Regions from separate parts of the Arachis hypogaea genome. Here region 1 is linked to region 2. Evidence: chromatin contacts called from public Hi-C data. All regions are on one chromosome and are shown on one strand. The core of a region is the stretch at or near the end of the contact, and the rest is flanking DNA. Distances in the headings are between cores, read along the strand shown. Region 1 overlaps LOC112758528 (CDPK-related kinase 3). Region 2 holds the start of LOC112759172.

Region 1 (6,160 bases), core at 2,071-4,570, 120 kb after region 2:
TATGTATATTTTAATTTTAATATTTCAATTTTAATGCAATTAAAGAATGTCATGTTGAACATTTTGATTGTCAAATTAGTAATTAGTCATTGATATTGATAATAATATATAAAATAGATAGAGTAGTTAAAGAAATGAGAGAAATCGAAAAAGGAAGAGGGAGGAGGGGAGAATTCTTTAATTTTGGAAGGAAAGATTTGATTTCAATTGCAATGAGGGAGTGACATGTGGCACATTTTGGTTGTAAAATTAGTAAGGAAGAGGAAAAAATTCTTTAATTTTGGATTAAAATATTTAATTTTAATTACAATGAGAGAGTGATATGTGGCACATTTTGGTTGTAAAATTAGTAAGGAGAAGAGGAGAATTCTTTAATTTTGGAGAGAAACATTTGATTCTAATTGCAATAAGAAAGTAACATGTAGGGGTGTAAGTTACCGAACCGGACCGAAAATTACAACAACCGATTTGAAAACCGAAAAAATCGATTTTTTTTTGTTTTTTTCTGATAAAACCGATCAGTTCGGTTCGGTTTTCGGTTGGCTCGATAGAAACCGAACCGAACCGAAGATATGCATACATTTCAATGTTTTAACCATTTTAACCTTAACCCCTAACTATTTCAATGTTTTACTCTTATTATTTCAGTTTATTGACTATTTTAAACTTCTAATTATTGTGATTCATATTCTTCTCATTAGAAATTAAAAACCGAAAAAACCGACCGAACCAAACTACTGTTGGTTCGGTTTGGTTGTTGTAAAAGCAACAAATCGAATGGTTGTGTGTCTGTAAGAATCGAACATATCAATTTGGTTGGTTTTTGGTCCAAAACCGAACCAAACTGAACCGATAATACTCCTAGTAACATGTGACATATTTTTATTGTAAAATTAGAGATATATAATAGATATAATAGATTAAATGAGTTAAAGAAAAGAGAAGAGAAGGGATTGAAAGTGGTGCGAGATACAAAGAATGTGTGTTGAAAAGTAGGAGGTATTGAAAAAAAAATTGAACGAAAAAAATTAAACAGAATTAATTGAATTATAAAAATATTTTAGATATTTTAAATTTTAAATAAATTTTAAATTAGACATATTTGAGTTAAAATTAATTTTAAAAAAATATAAAATTAAATTAAATTTTATTAAAATTAATTTAATTATTTTCATTTTAAATACTGAAATTAAATTCAATTCTAACGGAAATTAAATTTTCACGGATTTCCAAACATCCTGTAGAGAACCAGCAAACACAAACTGTTTAAATTTTGTACGTTTGTATTATCCTTGAGAGAAAGTTTGGGAACGAACATTAACATTACAACTAACAGATAAAATAATAAAAAAAAAAGCATATATTCAAACTCATACAAATAAGAACATTCAAAATTCTATTAGAAAATTTGAACTTAATAAAATTTATTTAGTAAATTTTATACTAAAATCGTTTAGGAACCTGTTATAATGTTAATCGAAATCTTTTATATCTATTATATATTCTATTATCTCTAATTTTATAATTAAAATATGTTATATGTCATCTTTTCGTTGTAATTAGAATCAAATTTTTCTTCTAAAATTAAAAAATTTTTCTCTTCTCCTTACTAATTTTACAACCAAAATGTACTACATATTATTCTTTTATTATAATTAAAATTAAATCTTTCTCTCTAAAATTAAAGAATTTTTTCCTCTTCCTTACTAATTTTACAACCAAAATATGTCACATGTCACTCCCTCATTACAATTAAAATTAAATCATTCCCTCCAAAATTAAAGAATTCTCTCCTCCTCCCTCTTTCTTTCTCTATTTCTCTCATTCCTTCAACCACTCTATCTATTTTATATATCATTATCAATATCAATGACTAATTACTAATTTGACAATCAAAATGTTCAACATGACATTTTTTAATTGCATTAAAATTAAAATTGAAATATTGAAATTGAAATATACCTATAACATGTATCATATATTACTATCTAATTTAATAATCAAATGTGTCACATGATACTCTCTTATTAAAATTGAGAGAAAATATTTTTTTTCAAGATTAATAAACTCCCTAAATTCTTTCATCTATCTCTCTCTAATTTTCTATTTCTCTCTACTATTTTTTCTCTATATATAATTTATATTTTATATTAGTAATTTGACAAATTAAAATATATCATCTGATATTTTTTTACAATTAAAATAAATTTTTTCTTCCAAAATTAACAAATTCTCACTCTCACTCTCATTCTTCATCTTTATCTTTCTCTCTCTTTTCTTTCATTCTCTATTTTTCTATCTTTTTGTTCTACAGAAAACAAAATTAACAAAATAATATAATTCAAATAAAAATTATTATTATTATTATTATATACATAGTTTTTTAGTTTTTTATTTAGTTTTAAATTTTCACCACTTATCTTTTTAATCTATATTTTTTTCTTATTTTAAATATTTATTACATATAATTTGGAGAGAATACTAATGTTATAATTAAAAATTAGAATCAAGATTCAATTATTTTAAAAAAAATAATTTTGAGTTAATTTTATAATTATTAGTATAATTTTATTATACTAATATCTAATTATATTTTTATATACATAGAGAAAAAAAATATTATTTTTAAATAGCAAGTATAAAAATTAATTATTTCTATTTGTGTAATAGATTTAACACTTAATTAAATGTAAAAGTATACACATTAAATTGTTTTAAATTTTAGATAACGAATGTTAAAATTAATTATTACTAAAAAATTAGACTTTTTCATATAAAAATAATAACTAAAAATCTTATTATTTGATTTTTTATCTACAAATACCTTGGTCTTCTTAGCCAGTAACTTTTGTTAACCTACAATTTTTTTTGTAAAGTAGTTTAATTTTATAAATTTTTTATGCCATGCATAATCTATGCTGCCAGAACAAAATGGATCGTAATTTTAAAAATTTTATATTTCCGTAATATTATTATGGGTAAAAATACTAATTGGTTACTAAAATATTAGTTTTCTAACATTATTTTATTATTAATTAGGTCATTATTAAGAAAGTGCCTTGGCTAATTAATTACTTATATATTTTTTATGATCAACTTTTTATAAAATGGTTTTCTCATGATCATCCAATTAATATTCTAATATTAGTTTTGAAGTTGGATTAATTATATAATGAAAGTGCAGAAGAATTATAGTATTTGAATTGGAAATTATTGGAAATTATAGGAATGGTGGGGCTAACTAGCATATATATGGATGAGGATTATTAATTATGACAAGTGTGACCCATTGCATCAGATTCTAGAGGGACTCGTGTGAGATTACGCACACAATGCCAGATGTAATCATCACGAGTTCCACATCAAGATCGACGGTGTAGAATGGATGTATCTCTCCAAGAAGCTGTGTCTTATAGTAGTATTTATGGTGCAATAACACAGTGCTTCATGAGAGCAAACAGTGCTATATATGTTCCCTTGTTTTCATACTGATGAGTGAGTGAACGAACAGAGAAGATAGATGGGGAAGAAGAGACAAGAGAAAGAGAGGTCGGTGCCGAAGGGGTGTCTGGCGATAAAGGTGGGTCAGGAGGGAGAGAAGCAAGAGAGGTTTGTGGTGCCACTCATTTACTTCAACCACCCTCTTTTCATGCAGCTTCTCAAGCACGCCGAGGATGAGTACGGTTTTCACCACAGGGGCGGCACCATCACCATCCCCTGCCATGTCCAACACTTCAGGCATGTTCAAGGCATCATTCATAGGGACTCTCTCTCCAACCACCGCAACTCTCCTCGCTGCTTTGGCTTCTCATGATCCACCACCTACTCATACCATCATCGATCGATCATAATGTAATTTAGCAATTAGCTAGGTTTAACTTTTCTTTACTACTTTCTTAGTTTCAGTTGAGTTAGGAACCGTCAACAGTAAAAAGGGTAAGAAAAAGGGGCCCTTAGAAAATAACTTCTGGCTGTTTTTTTTTTTTTTTCTAGTATCATCTGTAGAAAAAATATATATGCTTCTCTTCTTTTCCTTATTTTGGTGAAGAATTTGTGGGCATTTAATGGCATTGGAATAACAATAGGCGGGTTCACTCCTTTTTGCTGGGAAAGAAGGGAAAAATGGACGGTAAGTACGGACAAAAAAACAGTGTCGTTATTTTCATGTGAGTCACTGATATTAATGGGTCTTATTCAGTTCTGTAAGGTTTGTCATCAAATGAGAACATCGCAACAAACTGCATACTGCGTAGTGCATGCATAAGTCTCCTCCCATATCTAGCTCTGTCTCTGTAACTCAAGTTTCTAATGGCAATTAACCATAGGGATTCGGATCTCTCTCTCTCTCTCTCGATGACTTTTTTTTTTTTTTTTAAACAATATTCATGCCGTACCAAAGCTGCAGATAATAGAATGGCCTTCCCCCGGTTCCCATCATCAAGCGCGACGAACTAGAGTATAGTAACACGTCAATAAATATGTTTGAAATGTACGTGTCCCTAACTAAACTGTATAATTTATTCGAAATTATGTAAAAAAGAAAAGACCAGCCATAAGTTACCCTCCACGAGTTTTTGCGGTAACTGAGGAAGTAGTTCGTGGGTACAATATACAATCATATATTCTTCTTCTCCTCATATTTGTGTCCTTGGAAGATTATATTTATTTATTTATTCAACTGGGCTGCACAGAACACTAAAAACAGAAATATAGAAATACAAAATTATATTTAACAGATAAGATATACACATAGATATATTTTTCTTTTTAAATTTATCGTATAAAAAAATTAAAATAAATTAAATTTTTATAATTTATTTTTTTATATTTAATTTTTTTTTAAAGTTAGGAATGAGATTTGAACTCATCACCTCTAAGTGAATATAGAGAGACTATGTCATTTGAATTATAGTTAGTTGGCATTTTTTAAGAGAGCTACTCACATAAAGACGCTGAAAATGTCTTTTTATAAAGATATTTTTTAATAATTAAAAATTAACACATATAATCGATTAAATCATATTATTTTTGTCAAGATTAGACTAGACAAATTGATTTGACCGAAAAATAGTGAATCAAATCTTGAACTGGTCTAAATTAATATTATTTTTTTATAGAAAATGACTACAATATCCTATTATAGAAAATAACTAAAATACTTCTATTATATATATATATATATATATATATATATATATATATTAATTTTGAAAATCCTAAATTTTAGTCCTTTATTTTTCTAAATTTCTATCATAGGGTTAGGATTTAGAATTTTTAAAATTAATATATAAAGGTATTGTAGTCATTTTTTATAAAAAAAAATAATATTAATTTAGACCAGTTCAAGATTTGATTCACCATTTTTTCGGTTAAATCAATTTATCTAGCTTAATTTTGACAAAAATAATATGATTTAATCGATTATATATGTTAAATTTTAATTACTGAAAAACATCTTTAAAAAAAGATGTTTTAGGCATCTTTATTTGAGTGGCTCCTTTTTTTAATACTTAATTTATCATCAAACTAGATATAAAAATAATTTTTTGTCTCTTTTTTAAGTTTTATTCTTAGTGTTGTGTCGTAACCTGTTGTTGTAACCAAATAAATGTAGCGCCAGTTCCAAGCGCGTAGTCCTAAGAAAGAGACGTATATACATCTCTTCTTCGATATCTGGTTTGTTTAAGTAATTTACTTTGTTGACTTAAGTTTCAATTTTTTTTCTTTTACAAAATAATTTTGTGAACACTTCACTGATAAACGTTGGGCCCATTATTGAGCATGTTAGGAATATAGTTGAGTTCGTTCTCTGAGAAAAGCAGCAGTGATCGATCTTTTTGGATCTCTACCTTTTTATGGAGGCTTTCTGACAAGTCTTGAGCAGGCTGCATGGTGGTCTGCAAAAGAGTCAAAGGAGAAATAATTTGATTTTACTTTTTGTTTTCACTAAGGAGCAATGAGTGGACTTATTGACGTTGACTGCAACACTAATAATGTATGTGAGGGAAGATATGGGGGCGCCTTTAATTAGAGTGAAGTAGAACAGAGCGATGATCTCCTTGTAGCGCATATTGGACGATGCAACTTGCTTGGAATTTGATTTTTTGTACTGGTTAGAAACGTTCGGAAACAAATGAATAAGCACGCTACGGGCTCAAAC
Region 2 (6,533 bases), core at 1,558-4,057:
TCCGATCCGTCTGGTACCCGACCTACCAAACAGGAATCAAGATTTAAACAGAAAAAAATAAAAAAATAGTTAGTTTAAATAAACGACAAATTCAAAAAAACATATTGATCATCTAACATTTTTAATAAAATTGAAATGTTGTACATTTTTTAAAAACACTAGCTATCTAAATCTTTGAAATTCTTGCTCACAATAATGTATTCTAATTAAGAAAAGTATTAAGTCATTAAAATTTATTATTTTTTACTATTATTTAGCTATTAATTTATTTTTTTAAGTCTAATTCTTTCAATTTAATCATCTAACAATTTACGTAATTTGTACTTTTAAATATTAATATCTAATTAATTACCAAAAGTAATAAATTTTAATGTTCATCTAACAATCTATTTCTAATTAATTTAAGCAACATTCTTCAATTATATCATTTTGAGGCACTCGGAGTCCTTCATATATACAACAGTTTTTCGATGAACGAACCTGAGCAAATTGATGTATCCAAATTCCAAAATTTTTGCGGTATTTCCAAATTACAAACTTTTGGGGGTCAATATATTTAATCGGTACCCGTATTAAATTATATTTAATAAATAAATTTTATTAATTTATATGTATAAATTAAGATAAATATAAATATAAATTATATATTATATATATATAATGAATATCTATAAATATAGATATAAATTTTTATTGATTAAATGTTAATTTAAAATAATAATATTTGCGGTCATATAATATATTATTTTTAAATTAAAATATTTATTGTTACATGCCTGACTCGTGTATGCCACAGGTTTGATGTTTGAAATAGTAGTATAATACTACTAGGAAAAATCTTCAGAGATTATTAATAAAGCGTTAGAATAATATTTTAATTCCTTTAAATTTGTAAGATTATTATTTGTAAATTTTATTAATAATTAAAATATTACTTTATTATTTTATCATTTTATTGTTTTAGGAAAGCTTGATCCGTATTAATAAAATTTCAACATGCTAAGCAAGTAGTTGGTGCGGCTATTGGCTAATAAACAAAAAGAAAATTGACTAGTAACAATTTCATTTCTATTCATTTTTATTTTTTTCCCAGTTCCAATAATAATTAACTAAAGAAAAAAAAAGTTACTCCCGCTCGGTACAATGTACATTGGCAAATGAATTAATTTGGTTGTGATTTCGTTTCCGATACACATTAATGGAGCAATTCATGGTTAATGGTGGTTGCGGAAAGAAAGAGAATGCGTCTAAAATTGTACGGCAATCTAGTCCACAGTCACTTTTTATAAATTATTCGATTTTAGTAAATAAAAATTAAAATCTGTAATAGAAAAAAGAATATTAGTAAATTTTAATAAATATAGAATATATTAATTCATAAATAAATATATTTTAATATATAATATTTTAAATAATAAATATAACATTTTATTTTTGAATAAATAAAAAACATATAAATTCACAAAAAATATAAATGAGTTTTTGTTTATTAAGATTAATTATGATGTAGTAAAATTTTTATAATATAAAAAATTCATATTAAAATGATATTCTAAATTATAACATAAAAATATAAAATAATTAAATTTATTTTATATTATTTAACAAATAATTAGATTGTTCTATTAAAAATTTATTAACTAATTACTTTTGTTAAAAATAATATTACATAATATAATTTTTTATCAAAATACTTATAAAATTGTAATTTATTTAAAATATTATATATACAATACATAGAAATGTTAAGCTTTTTAATTTTTCAATTTTTTAGAAAAACTGTTTTAAATTCCTTTATATCAAGCATAACTGCATAAGTAGTCTTTATCAAACCAAGTTGGGTTGGTCTAGTGGTTAGCTCACTAGTCCGCTTAAGCAAGTGTCGGGGGTTCGAATCCCGCCTTGTGCATGCAGCAACCCATTGGCCAGCGGCAAACCCTTAAATGGAGCTCAGTACCGCGACGGATTAGTCCTTGACCTGCCGGGTTGGGGGATACCGTGGGAAACCAAAAAAAAAAAAAAGTAGTCTTTATCAATATCTATAATACGAAAAATAAAATGTTCTCTTGATCCCAACGTTCCTTATTACCCAAACCCAATTTCTGTAGCTGAGCTAAACCTGAAAAATAACTCTCGTAATAATCGTTAAATAAAATAATTCAAAACAGTTTTTCTAAAAAAAAAATTTAAAAAGCTCAACATTTTCATATATTACATATAATATTTTAAATAAAATACATTTTTTACAAATATTTTAATAAAAAATTATATTATATAATATTATTTTTTTTAAAAAATAGTTAGTTAATAATTTTTTAATAAAATAATCTAATTATTTGTAGAATAATACAAAATAAAATTTAATTATTTATATTTTTATATTACAGTATAAAATATCATTCTAACATGAATTTTTAATATCAAAAAAATATTATTGCATAATAACTAATTTGAATGAATGTCAATGAGCAATAGTTCAAATGGCATAATCTCCCCATACTCAATTAAGAGGTTGCGGGTTTGAGTCTCATATCTTTGGTAAAAAAAAAAAAAAATTAATTTTAATGAATAAAAAATAAATCATATTTTGTGTATTTATATATATTTTATAATTATTTACCTAAAAATAAAATATTATATTTGACATTTAAAGAATTATTTATGTATTAATATATTTTGTATTTATTAAAATCCCTCTACTCTTTTATGACAACTTTTGATTTTTATTTATTAAAATCTAATAGTTTATAGAAAATAGCATATCCAATGATAATTAAGTTTTTGTGCTCATTTCAGAGGCACCGCAATAAAAAGCCATAGTGAAACGACGTAGTTAGGATCCAACCAGATATAAATTAGAAGAATTTGCGGGGTTTTATTGTTGTACTAGTGTGATTTCCAATAGACTTGGGCTCTCTGAAGAGCCAATCTTAAGTTTTGTGCTTTTCTTATTCATCTCAACACTCACCCTGAAGCTTAACAAAGGCAGCAATGGCCAAAACTTATACCTTTGAGGAAGTCGGTACGCACAATCACAAAGAAGATTGCTGGATTATTATCCATGGCAAGGTTTGTTTTTTACTCTCATTTAGTTTTCTATGGATATCAAATAATCGGCATAAATCCAATCCATTGCAGCAGTAACAACACTTCATTAGATGGAAATTTTCTTAATTATATTGATTTCTACAGAGGCAAAATCATTGGATGCATGCACGTATACTTAATTAGTTATACCATAAATAATTCAATGAACATGCATGCCTTTGCAGGTGTATGATGTGACCTCATTTTTGTATGATCATCCAGGAGGTGGTGATGTTTTCCTGGTGGCCCCCGATGGTACTTAATTAATTAATATCCTTAAACTGTTTGATGCTTCAACTCGGAGTAGAAAACTAGAAATTATATTGTTTCTTGTCTGTTTTACATTACAGAGAAGGATGCATCCGTTGGATTTGACGAAGTTGGGCACAGTGAATCTGCCATAGAAATGTTGGAAACATACTATGTTGGAGAGCTTGATACTGACACCATTACTTCTACCACTGTTTCCGGCGGAGAAAATCATGCTCTGCCGCCACACGCACCCGCCGCCGCCACCAACGCCAATCATAGCTTTGCTGTGAAGATCCTTGTGGCATTGCTCATGCTGGCGTTGGCTTTTGTTGTTCAATACTACTATGGCAAAGGAAACAACCCTCCCAATGGTGAAAACTGAAGAAGTTGAGCTACCTATGTAGTTTTATTCTTTTCAATAACGAATATCATTGCAATTTCATGATGCTGATAGACTGCTGGAGCCATTCTTCTTTGTTTCTATGTTATGCTATGCCTTCTTGCTTAGCCTTGCTAGTTCATTTAGATAAAGTTAACGATGTCTCGAGTTTTCATTGAATATTTGATATTTTCTTCTTTTTGGGATTGTGTGGCACTGTGGTCCAAACTGCACACTGTCAGAGACTCAGGTATCAGAAAATCTGCAGATTATGACAGGGCCTTGTTGTCTTGGGCCATGCAAAAATAGGAGGAGGTTCGCAGCTACGAATATGGTCAATTTTGTCGGCACCATCTTTCTGTTGGTCAGTCGTGAGGCTTATTTTATTGGGCTTAGACCAAATCAGAAATTGGGTCAGCTTTTTGACTTCCTCTGCCTTGGTTTTTGCAAGCATTTACAATGACAAAAGGGTTAATCTGACCGGAGAAAAAACCCAAAAAGAGAGCAACTTTGTTTATCTGAATAAAAATAGGGTGTTCCACCAATAAAAAGAAGAAACAAAGGATGGTAAAAAAAATTTGGAAATATTATGAAAAATAAGGATTAGAATTTAAAAAATAGAAAAGAAGAAAGTTTACTTCTATTAATGAATGTGTGATCAGGGAATAAAAAGAAAATTATTTATAGTCAAATGTCTGGTTTTTAAATGACTACTATCCAATCAAATAATACTGAAATAGACATACATTCATAACAATACATTTATATCAAGAAACACATTTTATGTATCATGTATTATGTATATTGAAATTCTAAATTCTAAAGCATATTGAAGAAATTAACATTTGTTTATCATATCCGGAACCTCCACGCACACAGATATGATGATAATTTTAATGAGAAATTTAGATGCAGGAGATTTGACATTCACTTGTTGTTTCTTTTTTTCTTTTATTTTTGAATAAACTATTAAAATATGACTAAAAAATTTATAGTACAGACAAAAATAATCTAAAAAAATACGAACAATAAATAAGTTTTTGAATGATTTGAAAGTATATTAAAAAACTAATAAATATTTTTTTATAAGTACAAACGATTTATTCATTTTATTCGAATTTTTGTGGCGACATTTGAATAATTTTTTAAAAGATACATACACAAAACTAAAGAAAAATTTAATCTTTATTTTTTTAATTTTTTAAAAATTTAGTCATTCACAATAATTTTTTTAGTTCAATTAACATAAAATTATTAAATTTTAAGGATAAAATTATTTTCTTTTTTAATAATGTTTGTAAAAAATTACATCAAAATTTAATTTTTAAAATGTATTTTTAAAATATATATTTAATATATAGCTATTTTTGTCGCGTTTTTAAATATTTTAGAAGTTTATTTGTTATTTGCACTTTTTTGAATTATTTTTGTCGTTTGTATTTTTTGGACTTATTTTTATCTACGATACAAACTTTTGAGTGCTATTTTAGTAGTTTATTTTTAATTTTTTATAAATAAAAGAAAAAACATTTTTGCCTATACGGTAAAAAAATTGATAACTACCAACATCAGATTAATCATAAACTTTGTTTAACAAATACGGTTATAAAAAATTATAAATTTATCTTACCAATTATCACTCCTAAATTTAAAAGGCAACAATAACCGCCGTTTTCTTTGCCACTCAAATCGTGAACTTTAAGAATTGCTCAGACAATATTTCTACTATCATCTACTTTTTAAATTGTATTTGCTTGCAGAAAAGTGTTTTCCTTAGCTTTAACAAACTAGGCGCGTCTGTATCCGAGCAATTATGTATATGCATGGTTTAATGATAGTTCAATATAGGTTTGCATTGACTTAATGAAATTGAGAATCTTTTTCTAACACCCATGCATGGTTCCAACTTCCAAGGGTAAGTGTATGGACGGTCCTTTTAGTTGGTTGTTTGTTGTTTTATTAGCAGAAGGTGGGAGTGGGTAAAGGTATGGTGACTATAGGCTTTTGCCTAATTTATTACTTTGAATAAATTAAACAATACATATGGTATAGATAGATGATGCCACGACCAAATAATGTGTGTTTAGGGTTACGTTACGGCAAAGACTTAGTTGGATTCTGGTCGCTTCATTATCATTAGGCATATTTTCAACCTGATTATATTGAATAATGTATTAGACTGGTCATCAGATAAAACTTAATTATATTCAACCTTAATCGATTTGGAGATCAGATTTTAGGTTGCAGAACTCGAGCTGATTCAATTATTTGATTACACAATATATTATATTAAAAAATAAAAAATATAATATATATATATAATTTTATTAATCCTAATCTAACCTCGATTACCATTTTCTTTTTTCTCATTATTTATTTTTATTTTTCTGTGTTACATAATTTTTTTTCTTTTTACCTTTTTCTTTTAATTTTTCTTACAAATTTAATTCTAATTAGTTATCTGATTATTCGAACCGATCCAATCCGTATTTTTAATAAATCTGTTTATGTCGATGCTTTATGCATATATATTATGATGTTTTCTGGATTTCCAAGGTAAGCTTCAAGCTCCATCGATTGGTTCTCGTTGCTATATGGAATCTTTTGGTTTAATTTGGGGACTGAATTGAATTGAAAAACTTTTAAGTGGATAACTATAGTTTCATCTACTTTGGCTCTGAAGATTGTTCTGCTTTGAAATAATTGCTAAATTTTTTCCTAAGTAAGTATCCTGAGTTCTATTCAAATTTGAAGGCATATCCTTCATAAGCTTTGAACTCAAATTGTTACTGGTTATTCTAGTTTCTAATTAGCA

The links. Hi-C and Micro-C count contacts between places; a contact is called where the count stands out from the background.
Region 1: a Hi-C map of leaf shows a contact between it and region 2, with 4 times the contacts expected there. The contact joins the enhancer-like site here to the promoter of LOC112759172 in region 2. A contact is called at or near these places in 2 of 8 Hi-C or Micro-C datasets (leaf and an unstated tissue).

What each region holds. Positions count from the first base shown.
Region 1 is chr16:23,791,426-23,797,585 of arahy.Tifrunner.gnm2.J5K5, forward strand. It overlaps LOC112758528 (CDPK-related kinase 3), which reads right to left. Exons shown (of 12, transcript XM_072220054.1): 12 at 6,072-6,160. Among protein-coding and RNA genes, the nearest start is that of LOC112758528, 9.7 kb to the right of the region's middle. Within about 2 kb of position 3,321, at least 2 of the 3 cell types and tissues checked have open chromatin away from gene starts, as enhancers often do.
Region 2 is chr16:23,674,136-23,680,668 of arahy.Tifrunner.gnm2.J5K5, forward strand. LOC112759172 reads left to right here and starts at 2,808. Exons shown (of 3, transcript XM_025807990.3): 1 at 2,808-3,069; 2 at 3,273-3,342; 3 at 3,438-3,924. The coding sequence starts at 2,992. The coding sequence ends at 3,721.